Regions from separate parts of the Gossypium hirsutum genome. Here region 1 is linked to region 2. The links are chromatin contacts, called in public Hi-C maps. All regions are on one chromosome and are shown on one strand. Each heading gives the region's core, a stretch centred on a gene start, on an enhancer-like site or on the middle of the called end of the contact. The rest is flanking DNA. Distances are from core to core; before and after follow the strand shown.

What was found. A called contact is a pair of places that touch in the nucleus more often than the background predicts.
Region 1: a contact with region 2 is called in a Hi-C map of leaf, with 2.5 times the contacts expected there. The contact joins the enhancer-like site here to the promoter of LOC107957351 in region 2. A contact is called at or near these places in 23 of 34 Hi-C or Micro-C datasets (anther, callus, cotyledon and 5 more).

Annotation. Positions count from the first base shown.
Region 1 is chrA05:44,657,923-44,663,631 of Gossypium_hirsutum_v2.1, reverse strand. No RefSeq gene overlaps it. Among protein-coding and RNA genes, the nearest start is that of LOC107957352, 27 kb to the left of the region's middle. Within about 2 kb of position 2,966, at least 4 of the 9 cell types and tissues checked have an H3K27ac peak or open chromatin away from gene starts, as enhancers often do. A contact at or near this core is called in cotyledon and leaf, where this site is marked.
Region 2 is chrA05:44,613,425-44,619,260 of Gossypium_hirsutum_v2.1, reverse strand. It overlaps LOC107957351 (probable methyltransferase PMT2), which reads left to right and starts at 2,911. Exons shown (of 7, transcript XM_041112441.1): 1 at 2,911-3,264; 2 at 3,426-4,087; 3 at 4,197-4,407; 4 at 4,533-4,827; 5 at 5,125-5,514; 6 at 5,795-5,836. The coding sequence starts at 3,443.

The DNA.
Region 1 (5,709 bases), core at 1,717-4,216, 44 kb before region 2:
ATGAGAGTTAAAAGAACATAAAAAAATTTTAAATTGCTCAAAATGAAAAAAACATATAAGACCAATTGTATAAATTAACCTAAAATTTTTGTTTGAAATGATGATTTAACATGTTATGTTAGTTTACTGTTACACCGTTATCGACAATTAACGGCTCAGTGATTAAAATGTTACAATGTGACAACGTAAATGACTAAAACATAACATTTCAAACATAAGTGACTAAAATGCAACCTGAAGTAAATAAAAGTAGCTATTTTGATAGTTTACCCTACTTTTTGATATTAAGAGATTTAATTTAGAAATTAAAGTTTAATTAATAGAATTTATGAAATTAGCTAAGTAAAGAGGTTAAATTAGGGAATTAAAAAGTAGAGAGAGGGGATCCAGGAAGACACCATTTATGTGGCTTCTTTCAATGTATTGATGCATATCTGAAGTAAGAAAATGTTAATGAACATGCTCCTAACTCACAAATTAAACTTCAATGATATTTTCATTCTGTATGTCCATATTTTCCATTGAAGAAAATCGCTCCATACTATCAAATGCCGCAACCTGATTTAAAATTTTATGAGACCAAATTAATAAAAATAGTAATATTTTAGTTATAACACAAAGGTAAGAAAAAAGAAAGTATTAAATCAATTATTTTTAAATAGTACAAATACCAAAGTGGTAATTCTTTACTTTTCCATAAACTTTCATCCTTTGTTTGTTTTATAATTGGCTTAATCACTAAATACACTTCTGAATATTTTCCTTAAAAAATAAATAAATAAATCAAGTCGTTCATGAAAAATGCATCCAATTAAGTATTCATACGTCAAAAACATTTTAATTAAATCATTTGATTAATGATTTCCGTTACAATTGTTATTGTTCAAACGTGATTGTTAATAGCTACCGAGTCAATCATTTTAATGTTAACATACCATCACATCAATATAATTTTTTTAAAAAAATCAAAAAATTATAAAAATTTCTAAAAAAAACCAAAATTCCAAACATACAATTTTTTTAAAAATTTTATGATTCTTTTTGGATTTTTTTCAAAGTTTTTTAGATTTTTTTAAATTCTCTAATATTTTCTAAAAATTTCAAGTATTTTTTTAACTTTTTTATTAACACATAGCATCATGTCATTGGTTGGCTTAGCAAATTTGTTAATGAAAATTTGGATTTGGGTAACAATGATTATGAAATGAAAGTATTGGAGCTAAACCGATAAATAAATAATGTATAGAGATCAAACTAATAAAAAATAATACAAATATCAAAGTGATAATTTAGTTAACATGTCACTATCACACTAGTATAAAATTTAAAAAATAAAAATAAAAGTTTTAAGTTCAAAGTAAACTTGGACAAATGATTGTCCTAATTCATCTAAATTTGGATATCTATCTGTTTAGTTTTTTTTTTATAAGTAGTTTTTTTTCTAAATTATAAAAATTTAAAATATATAATTATTTTAAAAAATAAAACCTTATAAAAAAACGATGTTATATCCCCCCACCACTTGGACACATGTTAGCAAGACCAAAGGTATTAACCTTCCATTTAACTCCACCTGAGACAATGTATTAGTTGACCGCCCGTTCCGACCAGAGGAGTGGCACCCTTCCATTATCAAGGCCATCCATTAGATAAACACTCCTGACAAGCCCTCTTGCTCCTCAAAATGAGATGAACACCTGTTTTTAATTGTGAACACGTTCTCAATACAATAAAAGACCCATTTGGGTGTAATAACCTCGTATTGATTGAATGCATAACAAAATAGGTCTAATGGTGCACATCCTTCACACTTTGCATGATAGTAACTTTTATTATAACAACCTGCCACATCACACTAGCTAGTGGATAAGAGGACATTTCTTTTAAATACCTTCTCAACGATGGATAAGGGATCAACGTTTTCAACCTTTAAGTTATTCTAAGCAAACTTGTGCTCGTTCTTTCTATATCTCTCAGTCAACTTGTTCTCTTGCTCCTTTCCGCATCTAAACTTGTTCTCTCTCTTTCTATATCTCTCAATCAACTTGTTCTCTTACCACTTTCTGCCTCTCCACCTTTTCAGGTGAATCACCCTCCATTAAACCACCACCAATGACGGAGCCACTAAGTGGCCCCCTTAAAATGGTAGATTTTTAATTTAGGCCCTTTATAATTTATAAAATTTTAAATTAGTAATGATAAAATTACACTTTAGCCCTAAACATAATAAAAATTTTAAAAATTATAAAGATATAGACTATTAAAATGATAAATTTACATTTTACTATCGTAAAAATATACAATTTAATTTTAGCCCTTAGAAAGAACTTTTTGGCTCTACCACTTACTCCTCCCTACCTCCTTTTTACTCTCCTCACTTATTGTACGATAAATTATGGTTGTTATCATCTCACAGGTAATAAGCTAATAAAATCTAAAATATGGATTATAATATTCAAACCTACAATCACATAATTAAGAATTTTATACTATATCATCTATACTAAACAAATTTATTATATACAAACATCCTTTTCTTACAATTTTACATTCTGCATTAAAATTAACAACTTATTAAGAAAATATATGTAAATGTATATCAAACATTAGAAAAACCAACAAAAATAACTTAAAAACTTATTTTCTTAAATGAAATAATGAGATAGCAAGAAAAGCAAAAAAACAACCGTTTTCTATTTTTATAATAATTTAGAATTTAGACATTTATTTATGTAGATTTTGATTCTTGAAATTTTAATAATTTTTGAAAATTTGTTATTGTGGTAGTGTGATCTCTAATCAAAACGGCTGATACAATGATGGATTGATTGCGTGAATACAGTCATAAGTAAGGACAGAAATCATTTTTGAAAAGAAATGAGGTGATTTTCTAGGGTTATGACTACCCACTCTTATAATAAGCCAAACTAACGCCATCTTACTTATCCCAACCTCCAAATTCAACTTTGGTAGGCACCTCATTGGGATAACCACCCAATCTTAATTGCTCATTCAAATTTGGTGTATTCATAACCTTAAATTTATTTCAATTAATTATTTAATTTCAAATTAAATTAATTGATAATCGAAATTTTAAAAAATTATTAATTAAATTTTAATTAAATTAAATTTATTATTAATTCGATCAAATTTTAACGAATTATGATAGTCACTACTTACAGTCTGAATGGACCTCAATCATCATCATCCAAGCTGCTCTAACCAACTTTGACAGCTAAGCTACATAAATGCTACTTGGCTTCTCTTCAAATGACCAAACAACACCAACTCCACATATCATTAGCAACAATGGCATTGCAGATAGAGATATTGGGACAGGAGTTCGCCAGCTGGAGAAGAGACAATTGCCAATTAGTGTCAGTATTACAAGCTAGTCCATTATTGGCTAGAAAATGAGCAGCATCATAATTAGATTGTCGTTTAACATGGTGAAAGAAGCATCGTCCAAATCCTATTGAGAGATAACCTGCAATGCCTACTCTTCAATTCATTCCAGATTAAACCAGAGAAGATAGTCAAATAAGAATACCTGGGAACAGGTTCACCAAATTTGGATTCTACATCGGATCTTATTTTGCAACTTGACTCTATTTGACAAGATCCTGTACAGTTTTGATGAAATTGTTGATATATCCTTCTTCATAGTTTCCATAGATCCATTGTTGAAAAAATGGTGGGTTTTGATTTCCATTGCTGGTTACAGATAGAAGACAAAAGAAAAAAAAGAAAGTGTTGAAACAATTACAAAGATGTCTCTAAACTTTAGTTAAAAGTTAAAAAGAAAAAAAATCACCTGTCATCATTCAAAGGCTAATATGCCATATCAGCAATCTGTTAGTGAATTAACGAAAATTTTAATAAGATGATTAATTCGAATAATTATCTTAATTAAAGTAATTAAATTGATAAAAAAAATATATAGAATGACCTTTGATGTAATTTACTTTAAATTTTATTGAATTGAGTATAATTAAAACATAATAACAAACTTATTTTTTTAAGATAAGAATTAAAAAAATTGTGTAAATAATTAACCTTTTAAGTCTTTCAAAATAAATTGTAAAATAGTTTTAAACATAATATAAAAAATAAAATATAATTACATTTTATCAGTTAAATACATTTAATAAATTTGATTTTACAATTTAAGAAAACATTTCATATATTACCATGTATAATTATTTATAATATTTAAAAAAAATTTAATGATTTAAAATCAATTAATTTAATAACCCAAAATCACCATAATAGTATTGAACAAACTAACCTGCATTAATTATCACATAAACTTATCTTTTTATAAAGCTATAATTTTGGTATAATATCTCTTATAATATCTCTCTATATAATAATATCTTTATAGATTTTCAAAAAAAAAAATATCGTTATATAATTTTGCTATATAAAATAATATGTTTAGTATAAAATTGATTAAGGAAATAAAAAAATTTGAATTTGAATTTATTTTATTTTTTTCAGCATAAAATCTTAAATGAAAACTACACATTTGCAGATAAAAACTGTCACTAGGTTGTGGATGCATTATATATTTACAGATAAACTATCACTCTTCCTCCGTACATATTGTCCCACCCTATACAATATAATATGTCATGCTTTATAATAGAACAATTCAACACTAACAATAAACATGTTTAACATGTACTCAGTAGGGCGGTAATAATATTACCACTAACAGTTTATGAGTACCACTTTGGTAGAAGACATGTAATATTCACATATCATGCTATGTAACAATAGCACTTTAGGCATTAAATCATAAATTCTAGAAATATCACAATATCTATGTAACAACCTGATAGTCACAAGTTCCAAAAATTGCATTCCCGATACTCTGTTTCTGTAAATCGGACTCTTAAAAATATTTACGAAGATAATTGTGTAGTTAATTAGGTTTCGATTAAGTGAATTTGCATAAATTAAAAGTAATTATGTATAAAGACTAGATTGCATATAGGGTGAAAGTTGAATTATAGATTAAAGAATAATTAAAGGGACTAAAGAAGTAATTATACCATTCTTTCTTTAGTGGGACGGCATTAGTAAATTATTTATAAATTATATGTTAAATTTATTTTATATATTATATTAATTAAAGTTAAAATATGAAATCTTAATTATTAAGTAAATGTATATATATATCTTATATTATAATAATAAAATAAAGTATAATAAAACAAAAGTTAGAATATAAAAAAAAAATAAAGAAAGAGAACATACGAACCAGAAAGAAAAAGAAAAAGAGAAAGGAGAAAGGAGAAAGACGCACGGCCTAGAGTCTTCTAGGGTTTAAAGTTTAATTGGTTAGTCAATTTAGTCTATTTTTTTGTAATTTTTATGTTTTTGAAATCTCGGTACCTAAGGTTACCCGACCCATGTTGAAATTTTAGTAGTGATTGAGTTTTTAAATGTTGTTAATGTTGAACAATTTTAGTATTAGGGATTAAATTGATAGATTATTAAACTAGAAATGAAAAAGGATTAAATTGTAGAATAAATTGTAAATTTTGAGTAATAGAGACTAAAGCGTGAAATTTTTGAAATTTAGGGATTTAAGTGAATATAGGGAGTTAAATTTGGTTTAAAATGGAATTTGCATGAAAATATAGAATTAAATGTGAAGAATAAAAAATTAGTCTCGGTTTAGGGACTAAATTAGAATTTAGA
Region 2 (5,836 bases), core at 1,662-4,161:
AGCTTAATTAGTATGAATTTGAACTATTTGAAAATGTGGTGAAATACTTAAAACGACTCATCATATAGGCACATAAAATATCTAATTTGACATGTTTTGAGTAGGTTTGAACGAAATTTAAAGTAATTGAATGAATGGTTATTGGAATATTTGGTATATTAAGTTGTAGTGCCGGTAAATTTGTTGTTTAAGGCTCATTTTGAGTCCACATGGTCTAGCACACGGGCGTGTGGACTGGCCGTGTGAAAATTGCACAATAATACTTTCAAGTCAGAGAGTTATATGGGCTCTCAACACGGCCGGTAACCTAGCAACATGGCCGTGTGTTCTAGTGACACGGCCGTGTGAGTCACACAGGCAATCCACACAGGTGTGTGGGTACTGTTCATAAGGAAAATTTTGAAATTTTGAGAAAAATTTGTAGTGATTTTAAATTAGTCCCGAATTGATTTTACTGTTCATATTGGGCTTCGAGGGCCCATTAAAGGGGCGATATGTTAAATTTATGATAAGTGTAAACAATTATTTTAATTAATGACCATAATTGAACTGTATTGATTGGTAATGCATGTAATCCTATTCTAGGGACGGATAAGGTTTTGGGGGTGTTACAACTTCAATATGAAAGATATAAGTGAGGCATCTTATCTCATTGGCATTAAGATCCATAGGACTATATCTACACACATGTTAGGATTATCACAAAAAAAAGCTTATATTAATAAAATTCTTACGAGATTTCGAATGAAAGGTTGTTCATTGAGTGTTTCACCAATTGTTAAAGGTGATAGGTTCAATTTGAACTAATGTCCGAAACTTAAAATTGAGAAGGAAAAAAATGAAAAATATCTTATATACTTCACTTGTTGGAAGACTAATGTATGTTCACTTGACATTGCATTTGCAGTAAGAATTTTGAGAAGATATCAAAGCAATTTTAGGATAAGACCATTAGAGAGTTGCAAACAAAATGATGAGATATCTTCAAGAAACTAAAAACTACATACTTACATATAGGCAATTTGACATTATAGAAGCTGTTTGATATTAAAACTCATATTTAGCTAGTTATGTAGATTCTTGAAAATCAACATCTAGATATGTTTGTAAGTTTATTTAGAAGAAGAAAATTTGCATTGTAATACATCGAAGAAAGATTCGGTTAAATGAGAACTTACCACCATGATTCGTGTGAATCTATTCTTCTACTTAAATATATCATGTATAATACTACTATTGAGAATATTGTTATAAAATTCGGGTGAATGGGAGAATGCTAGAATATTTATTTATTAAATAAATATTTTAAATATATTAGTGGTCCTTAATTTTATAATGTAAAATTAAATAACTTTATATGTTTAGGATAATTATTTATGGAATTTTTTAACTTTGGGAGATTAAATAGGGTGTGAGAGAGTTTGATAGTAACTACTCATCCATATCTCATTCAAAAAAAGTTTTATGTGATTTAATAACTACTCTTCCATATCTCATTCATTATCTCTAAAAAGATAATGTGAGTTTTTTTTTAGAGAGTTTTCAAATGTTTTGGATAAGCACAATCTTTTAAACAATTTTACATTAATTAATGTTATGGATGGAAGTTAATTCATTATTATTTTTATTTTTTTCCCAAGAGAAGTTGATATTTAATTTTTCAACTTTTATATATTTATATGTTTGTTTATTTGGATCTTACAACTAGAATCTAAGAAATTCTGAGTTAATTACAAATGTATATTAAATACTATTGAGAAATTAATTAAAAATTAGTTATTTAATAATAAACTATTAATTTAAGGGTTAATATTTGGTAAATAATGTATTTTTTTTATTTTACAATCAGCTTTAAAATTTTACTATGAATTTTTCAATATCTTTTTAATATATTTCTATAAAATATTTATCAACTTTCGACGTTACTTGTTAAGTTTAACAATTCTATTTTTTAAATTAATATTTTTTTATAAAAGAACGTACTTTTATTTATTTTAAAAAATAAAAAATAAATAAAATAATTTAACCCTCCATTAGATATTTCTTTTGTAAAAACACCGACATGGTATTAAAAAAGAGAATAAAATGATAAAAAAGGGGACAGAGAGGCAGGATTTAGGCCGTCCTGGTTAAAAGGGATAATAACACTTCTAACCCCTTGTATTTATGCTACCTTTACTCGGTTATGTGTGTTAAAAAAAAAAGAACAAGAAAAAGGAAATCATTGTCCGAACTTAGGCCTTCAACAAACCAAATCAAAGCAGTTTAACCTCAATAGCTTTCTGTATCAATATACAAGTTGTCTGATACAGATATTTTATGATCATTTACATTAACCACCATTTGATTTTATGATTTCCCATCCTACGCTCCATATTAGTTGATGTGCAACTTGATTATCAATCACCGCCTCTTTAAACGTAAATCTGGATCCGTATGGGGGCATGGGACCCACCCCTTCACCTTTTTTTTCTTTTTTTCCTTATCAATTCCTAACCTTTCTTTCTTAGCGCGTGGGTCCCCCTTTGCTCTCTCTTCTCCCAATGCGTATTAGCGCACCGTTTTTATTAACACCGGAACCGAACCGAACGAATCGACCCCGGTCTTTTTTAATAACACCAAAATATAAGGTCTAAATGTTCTCTCAGTCCCTGTAATTTTTTGAACTTTAATCACTTTATGTCTTTAATACTATTAGTTGGTTTATAAATTTTTTTTAAATATCATATGTACCTATTAATAATATCATGGATTGGACTTCGGTTTTCAATTCAAATAATGATTATATTTTAAAATGAAATAATAGAGACTAAATTGTAAAAAGTTGAAGAATACAGGGACTGAGGTTATATTTAAACTAAAACATAAGGAAGATTAAAAATAAAGCGAGATCTCTGTGTTTCTTGTAATTAGGAGACTTAGATTGTATTTATAAACCCAAAACTAGGATTCACGACAAATTGAAAGACAAAAGATAGAGTCGAAATTTGGGATTCTTTTATCCCAATCAATCCCTATTTATATAATTAAAACCCTTTTCTCTTTAAACCTTGTTTTCATGGTGATCGTTCTTCTTCGAGTTTAATATTATCGAAGATTTCTTTTGGAGGAAAGCAGGTTTTTTTTTTCTTAAAAACTTTTCAGTGTTTTATTGACACGTCTCTCCCTTTCCTTCCCTTCCAAGCTCTGAAAATCTCCCTTCCATCATTTAATTCTCTTTTCTTTGAGATCTTCACCCGCTGATTTCATCTATTCATGCGATTGGTAACTCATCTGACACTTCTTTCCTTCCTTCCATCATGGGTTTATATTTTTCCTTCTGATTTAAAGATTCTTTTTTTTTCAATTTTTACTCAAATCAGCTCTTAGCTAGTTTAAGTCCACTGATCTTTGGTCCCCATCATTGGATGCTTATGATTTTGCAGGTTACTATTTTAAAAAAATGGCACTGAAACCGAATTCAGCGGATGGTAGAACAAGGAGTTGGGTGCAGATATTTATCGTTTTTGGATTATGTTGTTTTTTCTACATATTAGGAGCATGGCAACGAAGTGGTTTCGGCAAAGGGGATAGCATAGCTCTAGAGATAACCAAACACGGCGCCGATTGTAACATCATCCCGTCGTTGAACTTCGAAACCCATCACGCCGGCGAAGTGGGGAACGTCGGTGAATCCGAAAAGATCAAGTCTTTTCAGCCCTGCCCTCCTCGTTACGTTGATTACACGCCTTGCCAAGATCAAAAGCGTGCCATGACTTTCCCCAGGGACAACATGATCTATCGGGAGAGGCATTGTCCCAGGGAGGAAGAGAAGTTGCATTGTCTTGTCCCGGCACCTAAAGGATACGTGACCCCGTTTCCTTGGCCTAAGAGTAGGGACTATGTGCCTTATGCTAATGCTCCCTATAAGGCCTTGACGGTAGAGAAGGCTATTCAGAACTGGATCCAATATGAGGGTAATGTATTCAGGTTCCCTGGTGGAGGAACGCAGTTCCCACAAGGTGCGGATAAGTATATTGATCAGCTTGCTGCTGTGATCCCGATTACGAACGGGACTGTAAGGACTGCACTTGATACCGGTTGTGGGGTATGTCATACTGTCATGTTCTTCAAAGTTTTTCAGATGATCTATTGATTTGTAGCTTTGAGGATCTGTTTTAGGTGTATAAATCTTAAAAATTGGTTCCTTTATATAGGTTGCGAGTTGGGGGGCATATTTGTGGAGTAGAAACGTCCTTACCATGTCATTTGCGCCAAGAGATTCACATGAAGCACAGGTTCAGTTTGCCCTTGAAAGAGGTGTTCCTGCTGTTATTGGTGTTCTTGGGACCATAAAAATGCCATATCCATCCAGAGCTTTTGATATGGCTCATTGTTCTCGTTGCTTGATTCCATGGGGAGCAAATGGTGAGTCATATGCTCAAACCGAGTGTTCCTTTGAGATTTGTCCTTTGAGGTGTTGTTTTAGTGAAGATTTGTCGTAGTAGATGTTAAGTGATGGATGACTGATTATGGATTTGTCTAAATTGCAGATGGCATGTATTTGAAGGAGGTTGATCGTGTTCTTAGACCAGGTGGTTACTGGGTACTTTCTGGTCCACCAATCAATTGGAGGAACAATTACAAAGCATGGCAGCGTCCCAAGGAGGAGCTTGAGGAGGAACAGCAAAAGATTGAGGATGTTGCCAAACTCCTTTGCTGGGAGAAGAAGCATGAGAAGGGTGAAATGGCCATTTGGCAAAAGAGAGTCAATGATGAGTCTTGTCGTGGTAGAGAAGATGATTCTCAAGCCAAATTCTGCAAGGCTGAAGAGGCTAATGATGTCTGGTATGAGTTGTGCTTGAGACTTCTTTACAATTTGCAGCTCATATCTTATTAGAGTCACTAGTAAGAAACTTTTGGAATTAGTAGAATTGCAGTGAAAAATTTGCCTCTGCTTTGGCTGTATTTAAAGTTTGGACGCCAATGAACATCACACCTATTCATGCATATCATAGTTCATCTTCTAATTGTGATAGAAACTGACTCAATATTGCTAACAATTAAAGCTGGAACCTGCAAATCACGTATCAGGACTTGGATCCTGCATTTTACTTAATCATCTTCTCTTGTGATGTTGGCTAGGTACAAGAAAATGGATGTGTGCGTTACTCCATACACTGATGTTAGTAGTTCGAGTGAAGTTGCTGGTGGGGAATTGAAGCCATTCCCAGAGAGGCTATTTGCTGTCCCTCCTAGAATTGCTAGTGGAAGTGTTCCTGGAGTTTCAGTTGAGACGTATGAAGAGGACAATAACATATGGAAGAAACATGTCAATGCATATAAGAAAATCAATAGACTTATTGACTCTGGGAGGTATCGTAATATTTTGGATATGAATGCTGGATTGGGAGGATTTGCTGCAGCTCTCAACTCTCCCAAATTGTGGGTTATGAATGTGATGCCTACCATAGCAGAGAAAGATACCCTGGGTGTCATATATGAGCGAGGATTAATTGGCATCTATCATGACTGGTAAGTGCCTTGTAGGACTCTTATCAATGATTGAAGTAAAATCCCAAGTTTGTGCAAAGTTCTGATATATAGAGTTGCCTGCCTACAAGTATAACCAAGTTGAAACTTAAAGAACATATTTCTAGCTTAAACTAGAGTTCAATCTACTGCTTAATATTGATTTGCCTGGATATGATTGTGGTATAAGAAACTAGCACAGGACCTACTCCCTGGGGCTCTCACAATATGATTGCTTATAATTATATGATTTGTTTATTTTGTTCGCCTTTCACTGGTTCAGGTGTGAGGCTTTCTCCACATACCCAAGGACGTATGATATCAT